Regions from separate parts of the Pan troglodytes genome. Here region 1 is linked to region 2. Evidence: chromatin contacts called from public Hi-C data. All regions are on one chromosome and are shown on one strand. The core of a region is the stretch at or near the end of the contact, and the rest is flanking DNA. Distances in the headings are between cores, read along the strand shown. Region 1 has its middle 44 kb from the start of C14H14orf132. Region 2 overlaps TUNAR (TCL1 upstream neural differentiation-associated RNA).

Region 1 (7,091 bases), core at 3,791-6,290, 98 kb before region 2:
AACTGAGAGAAGCATTTGTATATGTGGGCATGTGGTGGGATTAGGTGAGGGTCAGGGTGACATGTGTTTATCTGCAATGTCTTTATTAATGATGAGAACGTATTTTTGTATTATTGGTGTGATTTTAAAAGTGTGAAAAAGAAAAAGTAAAAAAAGTAAAAGAAATGAAAGAAATGCAGTTAGACTTTGGAATCTGACATGAATTTGAACGCCAGCTCCACTTTGGGCCACATGTGTGACCATGGACAAGTCACATCACGGTGGGGGAGGAAAGGAAGTGGAGAGAATTTGGGAAGGAGATGGGGAGGACAGATAAGAATCCCTTACAGGATTACTTGTGCTAAAGGATTAACCAACTCTCTCCATGTAAACTTTCTGGCATACAGTAGGCACTCAATAAATGTGAGGATCCTCATTTCTTTTGGCATCTCCACTCAATGTAGAATTATGAGCAGGCACGCACTCATGGAGGAATATTAAATCCTAATGATAATGAGCTTCTTCTGCCCCTGTGTGGTGTGTTCAAGTTATTGCTAGGATTTCTCTGACTCATAGAAAAACCAAAATGAATATTATTTATTTTCCCCTTAAGTTGGAATTCACCTTTTTTACCTCTTGACCCCCAAATCTGATTCTGCAGTATCTTGTCTAGGTTTCTATTACTGTCCAGTGCTTACAATATCTCTGTCTCCCTCATCAGCTTGTAAACCTTTTGAGGGCAGGGACCTGTTTTGCTCTCTGTCTCCTTTCTCTCTCTCTCTCTCTTTCTCTCTCATAACAATTTCAAGCCTTCAGGGCTGGTGTGAGGATTAAATTGCATCAAGTCTGTGAAAACATTTTGTAAACTACAAAGTGCTTTCCAGATCTACTCATTTGTTTATTCACAAACTTTTGTTACAATGCCTATTGGCTGCACATTGCACAATGTGAAGGGCTCACCTCACTCTCTTGTGGCCACATAGGACGTTGGAGAGAGCAATTGTCAAAATCTACAGAAAGACTATGGTTGGCACTGGACCAAGTGCTGTAGGAGCCTAGAGAAGGAAGGGTTAGCTTTTGCTAGGGACAGGGGCAAGCAAACAGTTGACATGGAAAGAAGATTTGAGCTACAGGTTGGGATCTCAGTAGCAGCTCCTGATGTGGAGAAGGGGGATGCTAGAAGGACTCTCATCAACAAGGCGGCATGTGAGAGGCAGACAACACATTCTGGGACCACCCCAGGGTCCTGTGTGGCTGCACTTTAAGCGTCATTGTAGATGTGACTGGAGAAAAGTATCGAACCTTAGGTTGAACAAGAACACAAAGGACTTTGAATGCTCTACTGAAGACTACACATAAATCACTCAAGCTTAGCCCAGTGCCTTCCAGAGGGCAGACATTCAACAATTACCTGGGACATTGAGTTAAATGGATGCAATAGATAGAATCTTTATTGCTTCTATTTTGAATTGTCTGTTTTCTTTTACTTAAAGGGAGGTGATTTCAAAGTCTCAGCCTCACCAAGTCTATTTTAACAACAGCATTTCTCCAAACACTTTCACTATGCCAACATGTGACATTTATATTCATTATGAAGAAAAGTCTCCTATCTTGACAACTAATGACTTTTTCTTGGAAGGTGATCCTTAAAAATATATGGCATTTTCTCAGGATGTAAAAATCAATGTGCTAAAATCACTAGCATTCGTATACACCAACAACAGTCAAACTTAGAGCCAAATCAGGAACAAACTCTCATTCAAAATTGCCACACAAAAATAAAATACCTAGGAATACAGCTAACCAGAGTGGTGAAAGATCTCTACAAGGAGACCTATAAAACACTGCTCAAAGAAATCAGAGATGACACTAACAAATGGAAAAAATATTCCATGCTCATGGATAGAAAGAATCAATATCGTTAAAATGGCCATACCGCCCAGAGAAATTTATAGATTCAATGCTATTCCTATTAAACTACCATTGACATTCGTCACAGAACTAGAAAAAAAAACTGTTTTAAAATTCATATAGAACTAAAAAGGAGCCCAAAAAGTCAAGGCAATCCTAAGCAGAAAGAACAAAGCTGGAGGCATCATAGTACCCAACTTCAAATTATATTACAGGGTTACAGTAATTAAAACAGCATAGTACTGGTACAAAAACAGATGCATAGACCAGTGGAACAGAATAGAGATCCAGAAATAAGACCACACACTTACAACTATCTGATCTTCAACAAACCTGACAAAAACAAGCAATGGGGAAAGGATTCCCTATTCAATAAATGGTGCTGGGAGAACTGGCTAGCCATATGCAGAAGATTGAAACTAAACACCTTCCTTACACCATATACAAAAATCAACTCGAGATGGATTAAAGACTTAAATGTAAAACCCAAAACCATAAAAACTCTGGAAGACAACCTAGGCAATACCATTCTGGACATAGGAGTAGGCAAAGAGTTCACGACAAAGACCCAGAAGCAATTGCAACAGAAGCAAAAATTGACACATGGGATGTAATTAAACTGAAGAGCTTCTCCACAGAAAAGGAAACTATCAACAGAGTAAAAAGACAGTCTACAGAATGGGAGAAAAATTTTGCAAACTATGCATCTGACAAAGGTCTAATATCCAGCATCTATAAGGAACTTAAACAAATTTACAAGAAAAAAAAAACCTATTAAAATGTGGGCCAAGGACATGAACAGAACAGACCCTTTTCAAAACAAGGCATACATGTGGCCAACAGTCATATGGAAAAAAATCAATATTACTGTTCATTAGAGAAATGCAAATCAACACCACAATGAGATACCATCTCACACCAGCCAGAATGGCTACTACTAAAAAATAAAAAAATAGCAGATGCTGGTGAGTTTGCAGAGAAAAAGGAATACTTATACACTGTTGGTGGGAGCGTAAGTTAGTTCAACAATTGTGTAATACAGGCTATTCCTCAAAGACCTAGAAATAGAAATACCATTTGACTCAGCAATCCCATTACTGGGTATATACCCAAAGGAATATAAATCATTCTATTATAAAGATACATGCACACATATGCTCATTGCAGCACCATGAAATCAACTCAAATGCCCATCAGTGATACACTGGATAAAGAAAATGTGGTACATATACACCACGGAATACTATGCAGCCATAAAAAGGAATTAGATCATGTCCTTTACAGGGGCATGGATGGAGCTGGAAGCCATCATCTTCAGCAAACTAACACAGGAACAGAAAACCAAACAGTGCATGTTCTCACTTATAAGTGGGAGCTAAATGATGAGAACACATGAACGCATAGAGGGGAACAACACACACTGGGGACTATTGGAGGGAGGAGGTAGGAGGAGAGAGAGGATCAGGAGAAATAACTAATGTGTATTAGGCTTAATAGCTGGGTGATTAAATAATCTGTTAAAAAAAAAAACCATGGCAAAAGTTTACCTATGTAACAAACCTGCATGTGTAGCCCTGAACTTAAAATAAAAGTTAAATAAAGAATAATTTTAAAAGAATATATGACTTTTTTAGAGGCTTGCCCATGTACACGTTTGGGGATACAAAAGATTCAGTAACCATATCTAGATTTCAGAACATCTACAAGTGGAGCTAAATGATTTTTTGCTAGAAGATAAATTTTTCTTGAAAGAACTTGACTGTCATTTCAGCAGTTGACAGCTAGCATTCATTAAAGATGCTACCTTCAGGCTTTTAAGGAAAAGGAAGAAAATGAAATCTAACTGGTTGGAATGGAGGGTAAACATAAATTAGAGTATAAAGTTTTAAAGTTCTTAAGAATACACTTAGAGAAACTAAAATTAGTAGAAAAGGAAACAAGGAATTTGACTAGGCAAGCTACAAAATATGGGATAAAATCAGTAAATATATTAACAAAAAGGTACTTTAACAAATTAAGACAATATTATTTTATTTTTACCCTGGCAAGTATTTAAACATATCACTTGTAAGTGTTGCCAAGGGTAGGATAAAATGGGCATGGGCATAGCCAAGCACGGGTGTAGTGGATGCTGTGGTGTGCCACCCAGATTCCCAGTGAAGGATAGAGGCACCTATTTCCCCAGCTGCCAGGAGTGCTGCCTGCTCATGGCTCAAGCAGAGTCCTTCCCTAGGAATTGTCCTTGCCTAAGGAAGCTGCCTCCCTAGTGGATCTCACATCCAATGATTGGGCCATTAGGACACACAAAGCTCTGAGCCCTTAACTTTAATTCAGGACAGCTGAAGGGGCCATCCTCAGCCCTGTTGCTATTGCATTGCCGTTCAATGTGTACCTCCACCTGTCCTACTCATTCTCTTGCAGGTGCCATTCCAATAGGCTTTCCCAATAAACCTCCTGCACACAAGTCTCCGTCCTAGGTCTGTTTCAGTCTAAGATGACTGCTATGAAGAAATAAACGTCTTTTCCCTTGCCAAATCTATTTATATTTTCATTTATAAAATCTTACTTTGGTTCTACATTTATAAGGTATTTTCCATTATGAATCAAATTGATATGGATCCATATTTATTTTCTCCTGGTTCTTTTAGTATTCTATATTTTAATATGTAACTCTTTAATTCATCTGGGAATTCATCTCAGTGTCCTGAGTGAAATAGGACTCTAATGGACTCTAATTAACTCCCTCCACCTCCTAAATAGTTGACCCCTGGAACTCATTATGGGATAAGCCACACGATTCTCAACAGATTTTGAAGGTGTGTGATTTGATTCCACCAGCAGAAAGTCCGGATATCCTAAATTGGGAGTGCTCCAACTTAGAGGGTCCTTCTGCAGGACTATCAATACTTCTATTTAGCCAGCAGGGGGCTCTGGTGCATAAGAAATGCTTTTAGCTAAATTCTGCTAATTGGCTAAATTGTCCCCACAATAAATGATTCGCCTTCTCAGAACACAATGAACTCAGCAATTGCAGAGCTCCTCTCTCCCTAGCTCCTGATGGGACCCACGGGGGAGAGACCTCTTTCCGCTGTGGATACTACACAGACCTGTGGCTGAAGAGCCTGGCAAAAAGGAATTTGAACTGCACTCAGAGGCATCCCCAAACAGAACAATCTGTCTTCAGGACTAGTGAGTTTCCTGTTGCTGGAAGGGCTCAGACAGGGACTCCAAAAACATTTCAATTAGCTTTCCATAGACCCAAAGTCTGACCATTAATGCCACTCCAGGGTGGCTTTATATATGCTATTGCACTTAAAGGCCCTTTATTAAATGCAAAGTACTTAATGACATTCTTTGTTGGAATTTTCTCAGTGATGACTGAATGACTCTTTTGTGCTCTGATTTGAGGCTTGGGAGAAAGACCTGATCTGCCAGTGACTCTCTCCTGTCCCAGCACCTGAGTTGTCTTCACTACAGACTCATTCCACTGGCTCCCCAGAGCACTCTATTCAGTTAACATGCCCTACAGGCAGAACAGCAGGGACTCTAGCAGCTGACCCATCCTGGGCCCTGACAGGCTGGTGGAGAGCCAGGGATGGCTTTTCTGCGACAGTCATGGCTGTGGCTGTGGCACTGTGGAGCAGGGTGATGGCGAGGCTTCTAATCCCAGCTCTGCCACTGACAGATACAGGCTGCAGCTGCCGTTGAGCTCCTCCTGTCTCAGAGCCTCGTCTGTGGGTCTGTGAGTGGGAGCACAGAATGGGCAGAGCCCTTGTTCTCACAGAAATCCTGAATCCTGATTTTAGGAGATGATGGTTTTGTCAGAGGCGTTTGAACCAGAGCAACTCCATCTTGAGTAAGGGTTGGGTAAAATGAGGCTGAGACCTACTGGGCTGCATTCCCAGACAGTTAAGGCATTCTAAGTCAGAGGATGGGATACGAGGTCAGCACCCTATACAGGTCATGAAGACCTTGCTGATAAAACAGGTTGCAGTAAAGAAGCCAAGCCAAACCTACCAAAACCAAGGTGGCAACGAGAGTGACCTCTGGTCTGGTCGTCCTCACAGCTACACTTTCACCAGCAACATGACAGTTTACAAATGCCATGGCAACGTCAGGAAGTTACCTTATATGGTCTAAAAAGGGAAGGCCTGAATAATCCACCCCTTGTTTAGCATGTCATCAAGAAATAACCATAAAAATGGGCAAACAGCTGCCCTCGGGGCTGCTCTGTCTATGGAGTTGCCATTCTATTATTTCTTTACTTTCTTAATAAAGTTGCTTTCACTTTACTCTACAGGCTCGCCCTGAGTTGTTTCTTGCGCGAGATCCAAGAACCCTCTCTTGGAGTCAGGATCTGGACTCCTTTCCTGTAACAGCGTGAACTCTACCAAAGGTGATTGGCTTTTGATTTTGTCAGCTAGGGTGGGGTTGCGTCAAGGTGATGTCCACAGGCTCTGCCTCTCCCATAACATGCAGGGCTCCCAGGACCACGGCATTGGGGTCACCTGGCCGTCTATCACACATACAGACTCCTTGCCTGCTACCTGCCTTACTGAACCAGAGCTGCTGATGGGAGCCCAGCAATCTGCCTGTAATAGACCCTTGGGTGATTCCGATGCACTGTGAAGTCTGCGACTCCTGTCCACAGGGAAAAGTCCAGCCTCTCTCTCACATGTCTCACAAGCCCTGGCCCTGCAGAATCTGGCCCCTGCCTACTCCTTCCTGTCCTGTGTACTTCTTTCCCCAACAGCACATAAATGTGCACACACACACACACCATACATTTTGTTAAAAGATAAACTGAGGCACATTAAAATATTAGAGCTTATTTGAGCATTCAACAATCCATGAACTGGGCAGCTCCAGAATTCAAATGGTTCAGGGCTTGCCAAAGAGGTTTGAAGGAAAGGCTTTTGTAGAACAAATGTGGAAGCAGAGCAAAAAATTATTTGATTAGTTAACGTTTGAGCAATTGCCTTGAAATAGCCTTTGAAAAATTATAACAGTGGGAAAATTGCAGCAGTGAAAGAGATCCAACCTAACCAACTCCATTTTGCCTTTAACCTCCAAAGAGCCCTGGTCACTTCTAGGTGTCGGCCAAGCTAATGTTGGGAGAAATTTTATAGTTTAAATGATAATAGCTCTTCCCCAAAACTAAAACCCCTATGTAAAACTAATGAAAAGTCACCAAGTTAGAA
Region 2 (7,243 bases), core at 2,359-4,858:
CTCAAGCCATGCCTTGCTTTACTGGTTCCATCTAATAACACTCAACTTCCTGTCCAGCCCAGCCCTGGTGCCGTCTCTGCTCCAGTCTACCTCAGTTCCCCCGAGCACAATTCACCGCTCCTTTCCCTGCAATCACGCAGCCCACTAACTGTACCTCCCAGCAGCGCAGCCTTCCCTTCGCCTCACAGTGCACCTGTTTACACGTTTGTCTCTCCCTCTGAGTTGCAGGGCCCTTGAGGGCAGACGCCACATCTTAATTGCCTCTGCACCCTTCTCACCTCTTGTATTTAAGCATCGTTTTATGCTTACAGGAAGATTTCATATACATCTGCTGAATAAATGGGGAAAAAAAGGAATAAAGAAAAGCTCCCAATAAATGGCTCAGTCTCATATTCCATGTGATCTAAGGAGCATCCCAAAGCTGGAGGACTGAGAAATTCCTTTGAATGATTTCACTGTTTCTCTCTGCAAGTCAGAATATTCTATAGGAGAAAGTTCCAGGAGCAGAAGATGAGGGTGACATGAGCTAAAATATCTATGGTTTAATGGTTTCTTCCACATTTTCCTAATTTTTCACTGCTATGATCTAAATGTCTCCCCCCAAAATTCATATGTTGAAATCTTCACCCTCAAGTTGCTAGTATTAGGAAGTAGGGCCTTTGGAAGGAGATTAGGTAATGAGGGTGGAGCCCTCATGAATAGAATTAGTGTCCTTATAAAAGGGACCCCAGAAGACAGCTCTCCACCCCTCCCTCCACTAGGTGAGGAGGCAGCATGAAGACGGTCATCTGCAAACCACCGAGTGGACCCTCTCCAGGCACTCAATCTACTGCCAACTTGATCTTGGAATCCCCAGCTTCCAGAACTGTGAGAAATAAATGTGTGTAGTTTAGAAGCCACTCAATTTATGCTATTTTGTTATAGCAGCCCAAATGGATGAAGACAGGCAGCCTGCCTGCAGTCAAACACCCCCTTGAATTATTCTGCATGCAGGTGAAGATTTACTTCTAACCAAGCCTCGGGGACCCAGGAATCCTTCTAGTGGGTGCTGCTCCACTGTGGTCCCCATCTCAGAGCTGAGGGTCTCCTGTTCTGAGAGGGAGAAGTCTGAGCTTTTTGTGGGGGGCTGTGGGATACCTGGGAGTGGATTCTGGGGCATCACCTTCGACAAAGGACATCAGGCCAATGAGAAGCCACCGACCATCCCAGATGTGGCTGCATGGTCTCCTGACAACCACAGAACTCCTGGGGCCTCCAGCATACCACAAAGGAGGCACAGACCAGTGATGGGAAATGGGAAAGTCAGCTTCTCCCACAGCCCCAGTTACCGAGAGATGCCAGCCTCCATGCAATTAGCAAAGTGGGACAAGTCTTGGCCTAAAATCTACTTGAAATCAATCAAGTTTTGGGGGGAAGGGAAGCTGAGTAGAAATCAGAAGGTTGGGGTTTGGTTACCAGCTAGTCATTTCTACCTGGGTGATCCTGGTCAGTTACCCAGTCTTTCTCAGCCTGTTTACTCATTGGCCAAAGAACAATCTCACAACAGCTGCTAGACTTTTTTCAACTCGAAACGAAAAGGCACAGGAGAAAGTGAGCGGCAGGAAGAGCAGAGTCAAAACAATCAAAAACTGACCTTAGAGGAGACAGAAATAATTCATGGACTAAAGCAAACAAACAAACAAAATGCTCTAATTACTATTCCAGCACTCAGTATACTAGTAGCTATAAAACGAAAATAGATTCTAGGAAAAGAAATGATCAGAGACAAGAAAAAGCTCTCAGAGGTTAAAAATGTTAGTGCCAACATGTTTTTTAAAAGTTAAAAAAAAGCAAAACGACAAACCAGAAAATGAAGTCAACAAAATCTCGAATAAAGAGCAAAAAGGCAAAGAAATGAGAAAAATGTAGAAGAATATAATCCCTTTCTGGAAGATTTTAGAGCTGACAAGTAAGAGGCTCAGATATGGAGAATGGAAAACAAATGAAGGTTTTAAAACAATCAGTTCCATTAGAATCTCCCAGAGCTGAAGGATGTGGGCTTTCAGATGAAAGGGGTCCACTGGGCATCCAGAACAATGAATAAATGAAGACCCACCCTGGAGACTATCCTCATGTAATACATGAACCCCATGAATGAAGAAGAATTCTTATAATCTTCTGGACAAGACAAATAGAGAATAAATAATCTACAAAGAACCAGGCATCGGACTTCTCATCAGCAACAAGGAAAACTCTAAAGTCTTCAAAATTCTGAAGGCAAATGATTTAGAACCTGGAAATCGACCTTCAGTGTGAGCATAAAATACAGACATTTTCAGACAGTTTACTTTCCATGTACCTTTTCTTAGGAGGTAACTTAAGCAAACAGAGCCTCCAACCCAGGAAAGCAATGACGGTGAGCCCAAGATGACCTGGGGGCAGCAGCCCTGGAGAGGATGCAGTACCCTGGGTAGAGGAGGGGAGAGCATCCTGAGAGGGGTTAGCTCTCCAGAAGAAACAAAACAAAACAAAAAAACAATGGGGAAAGGCTCAATGGAACAGGCGGTATGAAAAAAGGGAGAGTATGAAAAAGGCATAGAAAGCAAGAAGAAAAAAAGAAAGGCAACCAGAAATCCCAGAAAAAATATCCTGTGCAATAAAGTGATGATCCAAAGATGAAGCAAACTACAATATGGCATGCTTCCAAGCAAATGACATTGTGTAGGCAGGAGAACCCACTCAAGTCTGTTCCAGGCCATTCTGCTTTGAGTGGTCTAGGGGTTCTGACATTGATCTCCAGAGAAGAAAAGGTCATCCCAGTGCATGAGTTAACCCAGCATTAGACACTTCCGATGTAGCAATAATTATAGCAATGTCACCTACTGTTCTCAACATTCAGAGTCAAACTATGGACAATGCATACGCTAGAGCATTCAGGATGGGATGCAAGCTTCAGCAACCTTGAAGGAATGTCAGCCTGAAAGTAGCAGGTGAGTGGCACCGAAGCTTGAGAGGAAAGACAAAAGGAACAATATGGATTAACAACCTCACCTTATGAAATAAGGAGACAGACACACTGTGCAAGGGTGCTGGAGAAAAATGTATCTAAAGATTGAAAAGTAACAGATAGAAGCACTTTAACAAGCACAGATGAAACTGAGAGGAGGAGAAAGAGCCACTAGTACAGCAGTGGCTTCCTCTTCCACATCAGGAAGTCCATGACTGGGGCTCAAAGACGATCAATGCACTGTCTGGATGCAAATCCTGGATCACACAAAGTGGGGACAAAGTTCTGATGAGGATTAAATGAGTTTATAGGAAAAACATCCCCAGAACAGTGCCTGGCACAAAGCAAGCATTCAGGATGTATCAGGGCTTTTATGATATACTTGCCTATACAATTTGATTTGTGACAATGCGCATGTGTTAACTTTTAAAAATGGTTTTACTGTGAAATAAAAACATATGCCAAACAGAGCTATTTGAAGGAACAAATTCCAACGCAAGCCCGAATCATGGCATAAACTGTAAAGTACGATTTTAGAGCCTGCTAAGCAGGCAAGGCAGCACGCTCTGGGAGCTGGAGAGTGTCATGGAAAATATGGAGGGCTGTGGTGAGGAGGCTTCCCAGAGCCAGGCCTGCAAGGAGACCCTGCCCTTTGCATTCCCAAGCTGCAAACTGCAGAGTACTCTGCTGCCGCATGATATCAACATAACAAAGTGTTATTTTTTGCAAATGGAAAATAAATGTTTCCACCTTTTGGGGCACCTGGACACTTCTTACAAACTGCTTGCAAGTGGGATTCAAACTACTACTCTCCTGATTCCATTTTTATTTGCAGAGTAAGGCAAACAGAGCAGAGGCTTTCTGCTTCCACTTTTGCCAAAAGAAAAACAAGTGAGGCTTGGAATGGCCTCTAGAGTTCCAGAGGGTGTGGTGCAGCTTCTGGCTTGCCCCTCACCCAGCCCAGTCCCTTCATGGAAGTCCCAGCTTTATTCCACGCAAAACAGGGCAGGAGGTGCTTTGTCCCAGGAGGTGGGGCTGCAGTGAGCCTTGATGCCACAAATGAAGTCTCCAGTGGGTACAGGGTCATGCCTGTGCACTGCCGCTACTTAGCTAGAACAGCCCGATCTCTATTTCTGGGGTTCTACCTCAGTTTCCCCATTGAGCTTGAACACTGACACCCTGACATCCTGCCTGGCTCACTCCAGTGCCCACCTTCTAGAAGACCGGACTCTAAGCCCCATTTCTTCCACAGCTCACTGCATAATCGTTGAGATCGGTAGGAAAGGCAGCAGGTGGGTAGGTGCAGTGAGAGGTGCACAGGAGTGGGGCCAGGGAGAAGGCCGGTTTGAATATCCACTCTATTACTCACTGGCAGAAACGTTTTTTAACCTTGCTGAGCCTGGGCTTTCTCAAGGATTCAATAATTTAACAAATATGCGACCAAGTGCCCACCTGGGGCCAGGTACCACGCTAGGTGTTGAAGATTTGAGAGGTGCACAAAGCATGTTGCTTTGTAAGGAACTTACCAAGAAAAAGGCCACCTGGTGGTGGATGCCATGATGGGCAGGCACCACGTGGTGGAGCAGCCCAGAGACACCGGAGCAACAGCCTGCAGTGGAAGGGACCAGGGTCAGAGAGAAGGCGACGGCGGGCTAAGATCTGAAGGAGGAAGAGAAGCGGGAGAGTGTTCCAGTGGAGGCAACAGCACGTGCCGTGGTTCAAAGCAAGAAAAAAATGGGCCGGAAACACCTTCCCAAGGTCTGGTGCACAGGGTGCTGGGGGTGAGGAAGATGCCAGAGAGCTATGCCAGGAAGATCAGAGACCCTGGAAGCCCTTGGAAGGGCTTTAAATCATTGGTAAAATTCCCACTTTGTAGCAATGTGAGGCTGAGCGAACCATGATCCTGGAGGATGCGTCGGGAACTCCCTTGTAAAACAGATGCTAACATGACCATCCCACTGCCTGGGTTTTGGCTTGCCTCATTTGACAACTCTCCGCTCCCTTTCCTCCTATGCATGCACACCCACACATACACACACGCACCACACACACTCTAACAACATGCACACATGTGTGATTTGCTGGAACTCACGTCTTTGGCTACAGAGCTAAAACAGGGCCCCACACTTCCCTCACTCTATCAAACCAGCAGGCAGATCTTTCTATCTTGCCCAGTCCTAGCTTCCTGCCCTTCCCGCTGGCCCATGCTCTCCTCCTGGGTTAGACACATCTGTTCTTCCTGCCTGGACTGCCCTTCTGCACATAGCTAACTGCTACTCTTCCTTTAAGATGCAGCTGAGATGTCCCCTCTCTGGGACACCTTGTATGACCCTCGTCCAGCTTCAAGGCAGGTTCTGCACTTCCTGCACTTACCTGGCAGACAACATCTGTCACTATTCTCTGGAGATGCTGGCTGTCTGGCTTGACTCCCTGCCTTGGCCATTTCTGTGCCCTCAGCTCCAACCTATCGTCAGGAGAGAGGTGGTGCCCAGCAGGAACGTGTGGCTGGGATGAACACTCCATCCCGCAGTGCCCTGCACCAATATGCACATGCTGTGGACTCCAAGAGGAAGCCACCTGTGGCTGAGGACAGGAGGTCTCTGGGTCCTCACTCTCTCCTTCACTGCAACCGCATCTACACCTTCCCTGTGCATCATCCCAATCCCATCTGACCCTTGCTTAAAAGAGTCCTTTCTTTTAAGATCTCTTGAAGCTGTGCAATATGCAGAGAAGGAGGCTGACCTGTGGGAGAGCTTGCTCTTCCAGGCATGGCCTTAGGGGCTTTTTGTTTTATGTAACATTCCAACAATCTATAGACCTACAGCTCAGCACCTGCAGAAGGTCATGGGCCTGGTTCCAAATCTTCTTTCTCAATCAATTGGGAACAGTTTACACCAAGAAAAAAGTGTTTCGACAAGCAGGACTGTTGCCAGGGGCCCCGCAAACCACACTCTTCCGCAAGTTCGCAAATCCTGATCCTCACGTGTGAATCTCTCCCTCCCCGCCCTCCTCTTGCTAGTGTGGCTGTCCTGGGTTAAGGTGCCTGGGGAACGGGGACCCAAAAGCCACTGGGCTCCAACAGGGCATGACTGTCTAATTTGTCTAATTCATTTAGGGGGTCCCCAAGCCCTTGCACAGATGCAGCACATAGCGTGTGTTCAATGAGAGCTCGTTAACATCAAATGCACTGCCTGATCCCAAAAGAGGGGAATTTCTGACAAAATGGCATTTTTCATTGAAAGGAGACCTAGACCAAGGAGATGTGTTCTTTCTCCTCAAACACTCTCAACATCCCAAGGGACCTTAATGCTCACCTTAAACCAGTGCTCGAAGCCAGACGCTAACCCAGCTTGGATGATCCAATCAGCAATGACTGCTCCTCTTCCCTCTTCTGGAAATCTGCCAGTTTCCCTGAGCAGTCATCTCCACAGGGGAGCTATCCACCAAAACAGGGCAAAATCGTCTTGCGACTTTAAATCAGCATTAGCCAGGGTGGCTCTGTGTGCCAGGCACACACTGGACCCACCATGTACATTTCTGCAAGGCTATTTGCAAATGACTGAACAGGCCCAGAAAGACCGGGCATGTGCCCACATAGTGCAGCCACAATTCGGAGCTGGTGGTGAACCTTAACAATGAATGCAGTGTCCATGAGCAGCTTTGAAAATGCCTGGTGCCAGGCTCCAGCTCAGACCAACTGCATCATTAATACAAAGTGAGGAGGCCTGGGCATGAGCATTTTTCAAATGCTCCTGGGAAGGTTATTCTCATAGACAGCTGGGTTGAGAACTCCAGCACTTGAGCAAAAGCTGTCTCTGGCAACGGGTCTTGTCTATTTTTGTTAAATGAGCACCTGCTATGCCCCTGGCACTCCACTGGCTGCTTGATGGGGAGTGGGGTGGGGGGGATCCATGGTCTTTCAGAAGCAGCTCCTGCTCTCAGGGAGCATCCAGGTAGCTTCAGGAATCAGGGACACACGCAGAACCTGAGGACAGACCCAACCCCTTAGAGCCATAAGGAGTGAGGGCGGCCCCTTCCCTGTTGGCCCCTGGTCACTTTTGATTCCACTTTGCAGCAAACTTTTCCTTCACAGGCCAGTCAGTATTCTTGGGTCTGCTGACAGCACTGCCCAGTCAGGTTGCTCCAGGTTCCTGCCTCCTGAAACCCTGGATTCCCATCCTGCAACCCTAACTTTCCCAGGCTGCCTCCCATGCTGCAAAAAGGAAGCTTCCTCTTTTCCAAGATCCCAGGTGGCCT

The links. Hi-C and Micro-C count contacts between places; a contact is called where the count stands out from the background.
Region 1: a contact with region 2 is called in a Hi-C map of induced pluripotent stem cells, with 2.8 times the contacts expected there. The contact joins two enhancer-like sites. A contact is called at or near these places in 2 of 7 Hi-C or Micro-C datasets (both in induced pluripotent stem cells).

Annotation. Positions count from the first base shown.
Region 1 is chr15:93,993,905-94,000,995 of NHGRI_mPanTro3-v2.0_pri, reverse strand. No RefSeq gene overlaps it. Among named protein-coding and RNA genes, the nearest start is that of C14H14orf132, 44 kb to the left of the region's middle. Within about 2 kb of position 5,040, at least 2 of the 24 cell types and tissues checked have an H3K27ac peak or open chromatin away from gene starts, as enhancers often do. A contact at or near this core is called in induced pluripotent stem cells, where this site is marked.
Region 2 is chr15:93,894,631-93,901,873 of NHGRI_mPanTro3-v2.0_pri, reverse strand. The region is part of intron 1 of TUNAR (TCL1 upstream neural differentiation-associated RNA); the gene reads right to left. Among named protein-coding and RNA genes, the nearest start is that of TUNAR, 20 kb to the right of the region's middle. Within about 2 kb of position 3,608, at least 2 of the 24 cell types and tissues checked have an H3K27ac peak or open chromatin away from gene starts, as enhancers often do. A contact at or near this core is called in induced pluripotent stem cells, where this site is marked.